Regions from separate parts of the Rattus norvegicus genome. Here region 1 is linked to region 2. A link is a contact called in public Hi-C data. All regions are on one chromosome and are shown on one strand. Each heading gives the region's core, a stretch centred on a gene start, on an enhancer-like site or on the middle of the called end of the contact. The rest is flanking DNA. Distances are from core to core; before and after follow the strand shown.

The links. Hi-C and Micro-C count contacts between places; a contact is called where the count stands out from the background.
Region 1: a Hi-C map of liver shows a contact between it and region 2, with 2.2 times the contacts expected there. The contact joins the enhancer-like site here to the promoter of Map3k8 in region 2. A contact is called at or near these places in 6 of 12 Hi-C or Micro-C datasets (the Rat2 cell line, Schwann cells, kidney and 3 more).

The regions. Positions count from the first base shown.
Region 1 is chr17:58,145,768-58,152,336 of GRCr8, reverse strand. No RefSeq gene overlaps it. Among named protein-coding and RNA genes, the nearest start is that of Rpl27al1, 50 kb to the left of the region's middle. Within about 2 kb of position 5,271, at least 17 of the 93 cell types and tissues checked have an H3K27ac peak or open chromatin away from gene starts, as enhancers often do. A contact at or near this core is called in liver, where this site is marked.
Region 2 is chr17:58,075,909-58,082,379 of GRCr8, reverse strand. It overlaps Map3k8 (mitogen-activated protein kinase kinase kinase 8), which reads right to left and starts at 4,205. Exons shown (of 8, transcript NM_053847.2): 1 at 3,912-4,205; 2 at 1-195. The coding sequence starts at 172.

The sequences.
Region 1 (6,569 bases), core at 4,022-6,521, 69 kb before region 2:
TCTGTTGAGTTTTCACTAGTGCGGAAGGCATGGCTGTAGTCAAGGGCAGAGGCATGTTCTCATGGAGTGGTCAATGGGAAGGGAAAGCAGGCTTTAGTCTTCAGAAGTCAGCCTAAACTCTGTCTCTGCCAGGCCAGCCCTACCTCTTAAAGAAAGCTCCATGGCCTTCAAAACAGCACCAGGAGCTGGAAGTTACTGTTCCAAACACAAGCCTGTGGGACTGTTTCTAATTCAAGTCCTAACACACTATAACACAAAGGACCAGACCAAGGCACCTCTATATCACCTTCACTCCAAACCAACCATCTTACCTGTGACATAAAAATACAGAACGTACTCTGTTTTGATGCCTAGGTCTCTATACACATAGGAGAAAATGGCTTTCCTTTGCCCTTCTAAGGTTTAAGGTTACCTAGCCTCAAACCTTAAGTTTAAGTTAAACAAGTTAAACCTTAAGTTAAACAAGTTAAATGGCCAAGTACAAGCTAACAATAGAAAAACCATGTTGATTAAGTATATATACACCCTCAGACCCCCACAAAACAAAAGGCAAGAGGAAGGGTCAGATGGTGGATGCTTATACAGACAGCATCATGAGATAAAGAAAAGAGAGTATGGGATTTCTTCAAACTTGTGGGAGGAGAGGAAGATTCTGGAGTATGAAGGTTGTTAAGTCTACAAAGCTGTAGTTAGTGAAAGTTAATATAGCCAACTTCCTCCTGAGACACATGCTCTCCCTAGCATACATTTCCTTCATGAGCACAATTTCCCTTCCCAGACTGCTGTGGATTTGGTTTAATGCTTGCATAATGAGTTCTCAAACTGCATGAGAATCCTGCCTGTGAAACACTGAGGGTCCCTGCCCCCAGCTGGTTCTAATTGGTAAATAAAGTTGCCAGCGGCCAGTGGTTGGGCAGGGAGACAGAGGCCAACTTTCGATTTCCCAGGCAAGGGAACTCAGGGAGGAAGAAAGATTTAGAATCTCCATGATGGGGAAGCAGGAGGATCAAAAGCAGACAGCCGTGTAAGAGCTGAGGAAGAGCAGCCCCAGGCGTCTCTCCCCTGACTGGGTCTGGGGCAGCAAAGATGGAATATAGATTTTAGTAAGTAATAATTCAGGAGTATCAGAGGGTCAGGCAGGCCTGAGCAACATGGAAGTTTGGGAGTGGCCCAGCCATTGAGCTGCGTAGGGCACATTACAATAAAGCTGCATGTGTGTGCCTTTCAGTGGAGAATGCAGAGCACTTTGGCGGCTGTGGTGGGGTAATTTGGGTAGCATTCCTAATTAATACAGCACCAGACAGCTTTTCATAGCTGTGGCTGTGTCTGCACTGAGAACAGGGTCTAAATATGCCACACAGTTTGCTTTAGGGTGTCATGGTCTTGGCACCCTCACTTGTATTTGGAGGTAGCATTCTCCTGAACCCCAGCGTCTCTGCAGACAATCACACAGTCCCTCTTTGTTGGACCTGCCTCTGTTTACCTGACCTCCAGCCTTCACGGAGGACTCAAGACGGTGAGTGGTATTTTTCCTGAACCCGTTGCTCTGCAAAAGTAGGCCCGTTAGCTGTGGCTTCCCATCAGCTGCACCTTCCTGGGTTAGAGCCTCATACTCTGGCTGCTCCCCACAGCCACGTCAAGCCCCTGCCGTGTGTTCTGTTACACATTTCACTTTGTTTTAATGCCCTTCACACTGTGACATGACTTCATTATCCATGATTTAATAAAAGCTATACAGAGAGTGAAGACTGTGCCCCTCCCGTTAGCCCACACATGTCCTGTGTTGGATTAATGGCTTTAAAAGAGCAACAATGGAAACATCTTTGTTCCTGGAAACCCTAAGATCACCAAGAAGGTAAAATTTCCCACCTTGTGGAACCAAGTTGGAATTTGGAGGTTGAATATGTATGCATATATCTCAGAGATAAATCTCATTAGCCTGGGGTAGGGGACAACCCTAGGATCAATCCCTAGTACTAAATACTACTAGCATTAATATTAATAATAAATAAAAGTTGACCTAGTTTACCATTTTCCAAATTAAGATGTTCAAGGTTAGTATGAGTGTGAAATGTCCTGAGACCTGTGTGTTTGAATACCTGATCCCTGGCTGGAAAGGCTCAGACTGAAGACTAGAAGCTTCAGAAGGACTGCAGAGCCATTGAGATGACAGGACTAGCTAGCAGACCTGGAGTACAAGGTCCTATATAACCTTTTTCTGCCTCCAGCCTGTCTGTGTGTCTGATTTGCTCCACACTGTGACCAACCACAAGCTCCCACCACTACAGTCTAAGCATCTCTGGCTGCCATGCTTTCTCAATGGCTGGGGACTGTCTGCTCCAGAACTGTGAGTCAACATAAGCCTTTCCTCCCTTAATTCATGTCTGTCAAGCATTTCCTGACAGAAGTGAGAAAACTAATACAGTAGCCTTCACCTCACAGACACAGCATATGGATTATAGGAAGTACAAACAAACTAAGACATTTCCAGTAAAGCTATTGCCATCTCCCTACAAAGGTTAAGGCCATAAAACAAAGGAAAGTGCCACCCAGCTTCCACAGGACTCTGAGGTTCTGAGGCGCTGCAGAGCAGGCACTGATAGTAGCTGGTTTTGCTCCTTAATCATCCCTGGGTGATATAGATGGTGCACAGTTGTGTCTGCATTTTGAAAACTCACCACTAGATGGCATTACACATTTGCCAAGATAGAAACAGTTTGGTTTTCTTAGTTCAACTGTAATGAAACATGTAGAAAAAAAAATTTTTTTAAGAGACTTGGGGAAGGTTAACACTAAAGACATTTTTAACCTACTTGTGTGTGTGTGTGTTTGTGTGTGTGTGTGTGTGTGTGTGTGTTTGTGTGTGTGTGTGTGTGTGTGTGTGCGTGTATGTGTGTGTATGTGTGTGTGTGCGTGGGCGTGATGACACTACCATGGAGAGGACAGCTCTCTGCTGTCAGTTATCTCCTCTCAGGCTGTCAGTTCTGGAGGCAAGTGCCTTTACTTCCTGAGCCACCTCACAGGACACACCACTAGATTTTTGACAAAGTATTTCCTCTAGTGGGTAATATTTAATGCTGTAACTGTTTTTATTTCCCAAAGGTGATTCTAGAACAAGCAGCATTTAATCCCGAAGCAGACACATGAGAATTGTGTGCGCACAGCACGTGAAAACGCCATCACACGGAGAACCAAACAAAGAAGTTAGTTGTTCACCCTGAGCTATGGGCTTCCACAGAAAGCCAGCAGCAGAAGGCTGTGCACATGCAGAGTGGATAGCTCAGCTCACACACAACGGCGGGGTTCTGTGAACTTCTTGGTGCTGAGTCTGTCTTTCTGTGGCAAGCGAAAGCTGAAGTTTCGAATAGGTCACGGTGCAATGCCTGATGGTTTGTGTTTTCTCTTCTCTTACCACAGACGTTTCCTGAGTCGAGAATCTCAGAGCATAAAGCACAAAGAAGCGAAGCCTTAGCAGTCAGCCAGACTTGGCCTCCTTTGTGGATTTCAACGGTGAGAATGAAGCTCACCAAATAAGCAACCACGCCAGGTTCAAATACTCACACTCCAGCTTGAATTTAGCATAGCCTCCAGGCTAAGAAGAGAAACAGCCAGCATGTCCTCAGCAGCTGATGCCTGGCTGGCAACAAGGGTCTCTGCTCTGTCCTGCAGACCACTGAAAGTGTATTCGGATCATGCCCTGACCAGGAGAAGCCACTCCTGTAATCCTGCACTCAGGCCAGGAGAAGCCACTCTTGTAATCCTGGCATCAGGAGGTACAATAGGAAGATTGCGAGAGGAGACCATTTGAGCTACGTGAGGAAACTATACCAAAACTCAAACCAAGCAATCGAGGCTGAGGATGTAGTCAGTAGCAAAGCGCTTAGCTAACACGCCCAACACTCCAAATCCCATCATAGTGCAGGAAGAAAGTCATGCCCAAGGAAGCTCACCTACAAAGAACATAGCTGAATTCAGAACTACTGTCTTGTGCTACTCCCCAAGGCCAAGAGTTCTTTAAGTAAAGTGTTTTAAGCCTCCCTGGGGAGTTTTACTGTAATCCAGCAGGGTTCCCAAGGCCAGTACACAAGGCTAATCAGGAATTACCTAGTGTACCTTTCCCCAGCCCCATGATAGAACATGGTGTAGGTACATACAAAGGTTGAGGAATATGCATGCTTTTCCGCATGCCCGGGGTTCACAGTGAGCAACATGATGTGAGATACATGACACCCCGCTTAAGAAATGGCTTACCTCCTTCAACATGGCTCTCTACTCTGCACTCTCTAAATATCTCTCCTGCCTCATCTGAATCTCAACTGCGTCTGTGAGTCACAAAGAGGCACCAGCTCTCTACAATGTAAGTTAATGCAGTTAACCATTCTGGGCAGGGCACCACCCAAGTAGCCGCACAGGGATGCACACACAGAACCTGTCAAAACTTGGGGTTTACTTCTTAAGAGACTTTCTTCGCTTTTGTGTTTTGTGAGAAAAGTCCATGAGGCAGCAGAACACACACCAGAATCAGAAGGCCAGCTCGCCCATGATCTGGCCTGAGCCAACTTGCTTCATGGTTCTTGGCCTGGCCTGGGCCTTTCTGATAAAGGAAACCCCAAAGAACTGTCCTTTTTGTTGTTTTAAATTTAACTTTGTTATTTATTAAAAAAAACTCAACTTAAATACCCTTAAGAAACATTCTCCCTGGGGCATTTAAAAGCCCAATTGCAAGGATACCAGTGCAGGACTGGAGGAAGATAAGGGTAGTGGCGGACACAGGTTTTGCTCTGGCCTGGCAGATAGTTATCACTCTGCAAGAATGAACAACTTTTCAGAAGTCTGTTTATCTCTACAAAGCAGCGTCTGGATCTTTTCCCTCATTCTTCTCGGAATCAAGTTCAAAGCTGAGCACAGGGAGCAGCTGGGACAGTTCTTGCCCGTGGGTCAGTAGGTTGTCTGATTGGACAGGCAAAAGTCGACAGAATCTTCTATTTCACTGAAGCCTCACTTGCTGCAGCTGCATGCCTACAGATGTGTTTGCATTTCTGAGAGCTGAGGCTGGCCCAGGTATCACAACTCACCGGTGTGAACCCCAGCCACAGGAGTCACACTGGGCAAAGAATATAAAATACAGGCTCTGCCTTCAGTCTCCTAGGGCTGAAGGGCCAGGCAGACCCAGCCCCAGTCAGGCCCCAGAAACAAGCTGTCCTGAGCTGGAAAGCAGGAAGTTACTGTGGTAAGCAGCAGCCTTCAGAACTGTGCCAGATCTCATGCGCCTTTCCTGGAACTTGGACGAAGCTCTCAGAAAGGGCTGACCACAGAGTGGCAGCAGTAGCAGATGGCATTCTCTGGCCAGCTTTCCTGAAACTCCACGCCCAGGACATGCCAGTAACACACAGGTCTCCAGCGGAATTTCTGTTCACTTAGCCGACTGCCCCTAAACACGTCTTTATATCAGGATACATCCAACAACAAAGGAACATTGGGAATAAAGCTTTCGTCAAGAGCATTGTCCTCGATGCATTCCCTAACCACTGAGGCAATAAGGCTGCTTGCTTGTCATGGAAGAGAGACTTGAGAGGACCCAGACTCATGCCTCTGAAAACTAAAAGTTGCTCATCTCAGCATCTGAGAGCAGAATGGTACTTTCCAGAGGCTAGGGAGAAGCTGGGTGAGGAGGGCAGGGAGAGGGGTCCATGAATGAAGACTGTGGGACAGATAGATTGGTGTGAGAAGTTGTGGATGTGTGACAGTAGATATCAGTAATGTGCTGTGTATTCCAGAAAAGCCTGAAGAAAGCATCCTGAAAGCTCACACGCATGCACGCACGCACATACACAACTGGAAAAGATGGATGGGTTCAATCTGACTTGGTCATTGTATGTGTATTCATCATGTGTCAGAGTACCACACTGTGGCTGGTGAGGTGACTCGATGGCCGGGGTGCCTGCTTCCCTGAATTTGATCCTCTGGGTCCACAAGGTGGGAGTAGGGAGCCCGACATGTGTTAATTTAATTGAATTAATTTATAATATGATATAAATTTTATTTTAAATCACACTGCTCTACATATACTATGATTATACAATTTTTATGCAGAAATTGTAAAATATCCGTGCGTGTTGGTGGCCACTGACCAGTCTTCAGGTTGGCACGGTGTCTTCATGATAACTGGCAAACCACGAGAAGACAGTTTTCTTTCAAAGAGTGGTTGCTTTGATCATGTTCTCACTGGCAGGCAAATACAAATACAGAAATACAATCTGGAAACATGTCCGCTCAAACGAGTGGGGCCTTCAACAGTCTCCAAAGATAGAATTCCCCAAAGCTTAAACTCACAGTCAAATATGAGACAACACCCCAGGGAACATGTCGCCATGAGGAAGAATGAGTTGAAAGGGAAAACATAAGCATCTCTCATAAAGTTCTTCAACGAGGGCAGGCACAGTGGCTCAGCAGGTAAATGCATTCGACAAGCCCAACGACCTTCATGGATCCATAAACCCACATGGAGTAACATAAGAATCAACTGTCCTCTGACTTCCACATGTGTACTGTGCATGTTCATACCTACA
Region 2 (6,471 bases), core at 2,956-5,455:
CCTTGTTTTGATTGCTGTCTGGACACATGGTCATCAGACTGGGCTCATACACTGCAGGCTCTTCACTTGCATAAAGGTTCTCCATGATGTCCAGGACTTCCGACACGTTTAAATGGTTAATTAATAAATCAATCTCTTCTTTCTCGTCGCTTCCGGTGCTCATGTACTCCATCACTGTGGTGCCTGCTGGGGAGTCTACAGAAGGAAACACAAACACTTCTTTCACTCTAAGGTGTTTGTATTGGAGACCACAATGCCTGGGGATCGGCTCCTCTGTGCCTCTGTTCATAACGTGGGTTCTTCTTTGCTCACACATGGGAATTCGAGTGGACAGTGCCAAGTTCAAAGGGACCTTAGTTAGTCTTTAGCCCAGGTCGCTTTGTAGGGGAAACTTGAGATGCTGCGGCCTGGGAGCCACTCACTCTGGCATCCGCTTTAGCCACTGAAAACAAACTTTCACTTCACACAAACACAGCAGAGAGCAGTAAGGGTCTCTCTGCAGACTGAGGTTCCTGCCTTTTATAATCACTGACCTCGCACAACTTCATTGCCTGCCCCCAGCCCAAGCTCAGTGTGGCTTTAAAGAAAAAGCGACTTGAAAGAGAAAGAACCACTTGACTAAAATTCAGGAACTAACTTGGCAAACAAGCTCAGTCCCAAAGAGAAGGAAGCATGTGAAACAGAGTTTAAGCAGAGCACATGAAATGGTAAGAAGTTAAGTTTGTGGGAAAAACCTGGTGGGAAGAAATTAAACAGCTGTGTAGAAAGGGGCAGGAGCTGGGATCCTAGATGTGCCAAAGATAAACAACCTATCAGCAAGGTGACTTGTTGACCTGTGAGTCACAGCTCCCTCCAAATACCACAAAGCAAAGCACACATCTTCAGGGTCCCAGAAAGCTAATTTAATACCTAGATCAACTGACCTGGAGAGGCTTTCGTAGGAGAAAGAGCCCAGGAAAATCAAACCTGCTCTAAGCAAGCCACGGTGCAGTTCAACTGACTTCACCAGGCAAAGTGACACTTCAGTCCCACATGGTCAGGTGCTATACTTAGGAAATGTAAGTGACAAAAGTCAAGCAAGCTGATTTAAAAAAAAAAAAGTGACAATGAAAAGTGATGCTGTCCCTCTGGGTCCCAAGATAACTCCACTCCACAACAAATGAGAAAAAAATAAGAGCACCTACGAGAATTAAGCAAACTTAAACCTGTCTGACTTCAGCCTCTCTGGAAGATATGTCAGGTTTGTAAAAGCTCGGGTACTTGGCAAGTTCTGTAGTGTTGGGAGTGTGGAGGCAGGCGGCCCCCGAGCTAGCAACTCCAACTGGGCCCATGAGCTCTAGGCTTAATGAAGGATCTCCCTCAAAAAGTAAGCTGAGAAAGACAGCCAATGTTGACTTCGTACAGCTTCCGCATGTACCAGCACACACATGTACTATGCATGTATACCTGTATGATACACACACACACACACACACACACACACACACAAGGATGTACACGTGCATACAGTATACTAATACTCACATACAAAGTAACAAAGTATTACTCCACCAAAGCCAGGCACCTGTATCAACTTGGAGCTTCAGCTCAAAGTTCCTGGAAATTTCCACCAGGGGCATCTGCACACGTGATCAAGTCATGTGCTTCTGATGTACAAATGGTGACTGAAGAAGGCATCTAGCATCCATCCCACACTAAAATACTCCTGTCCTTATGCCTGAATCTCACCACCTCTCTGCCTATGAGATGGTTGGGCACGTCTCTCATTCTCTCTGTGCCGCGATTTCCCTCAGCTTCAAGGTGTGAGATGATAACAGCACCTACCATCCAATTAAAGAGGCTCCGTGCAAAAAGCTAATTGGTGTCTGGCGTGCAGTAAGTTACACTGTGCCAAGCACTAGGATACAGACCTAGGTCAGCGGACACCATGCTGGGCCCCCTTTCTCATCTGCCAGTCCCTTTTGACTCCCTATTCCTCCAGACTGGTAAGTTTTTAAAGATCATGTCTACGCTGAAACACAGAGGGAAAGCAAGCCCAGACCTCAAAGTCCACCAGTATTGGTTCTCACCACACTTAAATCGAGACTATGGTCCACACGATCCCTTCCCAGATGTCTTAGACATCGCTGAGGAAGATTGTGATTCAAGTCCCCTAAGTGTCAAGCTACACAGGAAGTCTTGTAAGCTGATAGGAGAGAGAACCTTTAACCTCAGTTTCATACAACCATTAGTTGCAGTTTCTTCAACTGTAGAATTTACTAAGAAAACAGAAGTTAAAAATCATTTGGCATTAAGGCCCCCTGGGTAAAGACTCTAAACTGAACTGGCAAATAAACGAACAGAGAAAGCAATAAAGTGTGTGACTTGAGAAAAATGGGGGAGGGGGTTCAAACAATTCCAAGTTATGGCACTGTTCTGGAAAGGAGACCAGTTTGGGTTTTTAAGCCTGCAGAAAGGCTTGAACAAAATGTGTGCTTTTATAGGCCTTCCTCAAAGCCCAAGACATCAGACACACACATATATACATAAACACCAAATGGACACACACACACACACACACACACACACACAGGACTAAAATGGGGACAAGACTGGGGCGGAGGAGGACAGGGAGATGGAGGGGTATTTAACTCTGAAACTTTCTATAGAGCTTGCTCAGTTCCTGAGAGGCTCTTGTCACAAAGATCTGATTCCCCGATGCCCCAACATCGTGAAAAGGTGCCTCTGGAACATAAAAAGGCCCTGCACCCTCCTGGCTCAACTAAGCAGACCACAGACTAGCTAATGGTTTCTGAGTTACACAAGACCAGCACCTCTTTCCGTGCATGGTGAAGCCACCTCAGTTTAGTGACAAACACGCTCAGCTTAAAGTGCCTGATCCCGGAGTCAGGTAAAAATCCTCACCAAAACCCAAATGGCCATCAGGACGGAGTTAGTGCAGTTTTAGAGATCGGTATTTCAAATGCAGAGACTTGCTTTTTGGTAATTAAATTTCAAAACATTAACTAGAAATTAACTTAGCATTATTTCAGAAAGCAACTGTAAAAACCCAAAGCAGGAATGTAAGGCTCTGGGCTGTTAGCATCTTGACATTCTGCCTTACAATGGGGGGTGATGCTTGTGTTAGTTCCCGTTTTAAAGAGGGGTTTTCCCCCACTGAAACAACCCATTGCTCCTTAGGACATAATCTCTTAATATATTTTTCTTTTGAAAAAGTCCCAGAAACATGCTTTCTGGCCTTGCAGAATCAAATTCACTCTGGTACAAAACTTCAAGATGCCTCAAGTCTCCTGACCCTATTCTCCTAGGATAAAGTCTTTAAGGACCAAAACACACAAGCCTCAATCCATCAAAGTCGGGTGCCTCAACAGAAGTCTTATAATGCTAAGCAAGTTTGGCTTTACTCGCCCCCCTCCCACCTCCATTTTATCAAAAAACTTATTTTGTTTTTCTTCTGGTCCCAAATATGTTTCCTACAACTCCTTCTCGACCCACTTGGCCCCTTCAGATAAGCAAATTTTGCTTATGGTAAAAGAAGCCCAGCGATGAACAACCATAGTGGGATCCTTCAGCCTCCAAATTGCACTCACCCAGGCTCAGCAACCAGAACGCAGCCGTCCAGGCAGCGTCCCCCGCAGGAGACGCGGTGAGTGCGTGTGCTCCCGTCCACCACCTCAGCCCAGACCGACACTGACTGGTCACCCGGAATCCGGGAAGAAGGAGGAAGGGGGAGGAGCCGCGAGTCCACACCTCCCGCGGCCCGGAGCAAGGTGCTTTCCAGCTGTACCTGCGTGCAGCGGGCCACCCCAGTGTCCCCTGGTGGGAGGCACGCTCCGTTTCAGAGTGGGAACCCCCAGGCATCCAGGTGGAACGCCCCCGAAACACACTCAGGGCACCCCAAGCCCTGTTACCTGAGTGTTCCGTGTGCCCGCCCGGAGCTCGGGCTTGGTGGGCAGCGGGTGGCTTGCCAGCGGGAGCCAGACGTACGGGCGTCCGGACGACCGGCGGCCGACCAAAGGCCGGGCGATCCGCAGCGGGAGGAGCGGTACGCTGCAGCCCCGGACTCTCGGCGTCTGAACTGGCCCCGGGGCGGCGTAGCCGACGCCAGCGTCCTCCCCGCCTTTTCCATTTCCCCTTTCTCTCCGTAAACAGAAAGGGCCTGCCGGCTGGCCCAGGACACCCGAGCCCCCGCGATGGGAAATTCCGTCCTCCCACCCTCGGGCCCCGGGGCGCGGGGTGGAGATGAAGGCGGAACTGGGCGGCGCGGCCGTGCGGATCCACCCCGCCCTGAGCTTGTGTTCCCAATCTGTGTATGGAGCGCGACCTCGCACCCGGAGTTTGCGGTTCCAGATCCTCCCCAGGACCTGCCCGGAAGACGCGCTCTCCCAGTCTCTGCGGGAGTCTTTTGAGCAGCTAGGATTGGTCTCGCCCTGATTCAATTCAGGTGCACTGGCTGTGCTTAAAAGTTTCGGCCAAAGTCGCCTGCGGTAGTCTCTGCTAGCACTAGTTTTGATCTTTAGTCTCCTGGAACCAGTTGTTCAATGGCACAGTTCCACTATTAGAGCTGCCTACTAGGATCCCTCTGGCCCCTTAGCTCCAGGTAATAATTTAGGGGTTTGCTCCTTTGTTAGAAAATTTACTGAAGGAAAGCGCCTTCAAGAAACTCCAGTCACCGCTTTTCCTGCTCCTCCTTTCAAATACCCGCCCCCCACCCACCCATCAACGAAGACCTACTAGCAGCCAGGTACTTTGCAAGATCCCAGAGAACAAGAGAGTGATCTAATTGATCTAATATGCATCCCACTGATGATTCCTGTGAGACCATGGCTAAGGTGTGAAGCCAGCACTCCCTTGACTGAGGTATTCAGTCTGACCTTTACAGTCTCCAGGCTCATGGTCTTCACCAGGTTCAACCCCTTATGATGACCTTTCTATGATCCCTCTGCAAAATGAGTTGCCCTTAAAAAAACATCCTAAGAAAATTTCTGGCAGAAGTAGGACAGAAAGCTGGGGTGAGGAACTGCACCCACGTTATAGAACCTTAAGGTACATACAAGCAAGACTAGATTTACTTGGCGAGGAAAGTTGCCTGGCCCGTCTGCAATTACTTTGAATGTGAGAGCATTGTGTGACTTGACATACTTTGATGGTTACAGGAATCTCTGTAGCTCCCCTTCTGGACAACATGACCTTTCTCTTCTCACAGAGAGCTAGCTAGCATAGCCTGCACCAAACAAGCAGCCCAGGAATTTGCAAAAGCATCCTGCACCAGCCAGAGAGCTGATCGGTCCAGTCTCTGTGGAAACTAAAGTACCCTTTAGATTTTCTGCAGAACCCCAGATTAGAAATGAGTTTGCCGCTACTGCTGTGTGAGATTCGTCTCTCTCTTGTCTGCTGACTTAGGCAATAAAGGATGGGTTTATAAACACTTCAAAAATAGAATCTTGAAACCACGCCCCGCCCCGCCCCGCCCGCCCCGCCCCGTTGGATGAGCTCATTACACCCTGCATGTTTTGGGAAGTGAGTTTCTGAGTTCCCTGCAGAAGGCTCCCCAGTACAGCTGTACTTTAATGGCTGCTTAGGGCAAAAGTAGCCACGGACTTTATGTTGTGGGGTGAATTAGAAAACTTACTTTCAGACATTTTATATTTTGTCTTTTTGAGACAGGGTTTTTCTCTGCAACCCTGGCTGGGCTTGGAACTTACTCTGAAGCATAGGCCAGCCACGAACTAAGAAACCTGCTTCCGGAGTGCTAGGGTTAAAAGTACATATAAACTACTCCTGGCAACTTTCAGACTTTTAAATTTTATTTATTTACATTTCAAATGTTATCTCCTTTCCCAGTTACCCCTCCACAAACCCCTTATTCCATCCCTCCTTCCCCTGCTTCTGTGAGGGTGCTCCACACCCCCCCCCCAAGTCCCACCTAAGGACACTGGCATTCCCCTACAATGGGGCATCTAACCTTCATAGGACCTAGGGCCTGTCTTCCCATTGATGCTAGATAAGGCCATCCTCTGCTACATATGCAGCTGAAACCGTGGGTCCCTCCATGTGTACTCTTTGGTTGGTGGTTTAGTCCCTGGGAGCTCTGGGAGGTCTGGTTGGTTGATATTGTTGTTCTTCCTATGGGGTTGCAAACCCCTTCAGCTCCTTCAGTCCTTTCCCTAACTCCTCCACTGGGGTCACTGAGCTCAGTCCAAAGGTTGGCTGCAAGCATTCACTTCTGTATTTGTCAGGCTCTGGCAGAGCCTCTCAGGAGACAGCTATATCAGACTCCTGTCAGCAAGCACTTCTTGGCATCCGAAATATTGTCTGGGTTTTGGTGTCTACATATGGGATGAATCCTTAAGTGGGGCAGTCTCTGGATGGCCTTTCCTTCAGTCTCTGCTCCACACTTTGTCTCCTTATTTCCTTTAAACGGGAGCAGTTCTGGGTTAAAAATTTGGAGATAAGTAGGTGGCCCCATCA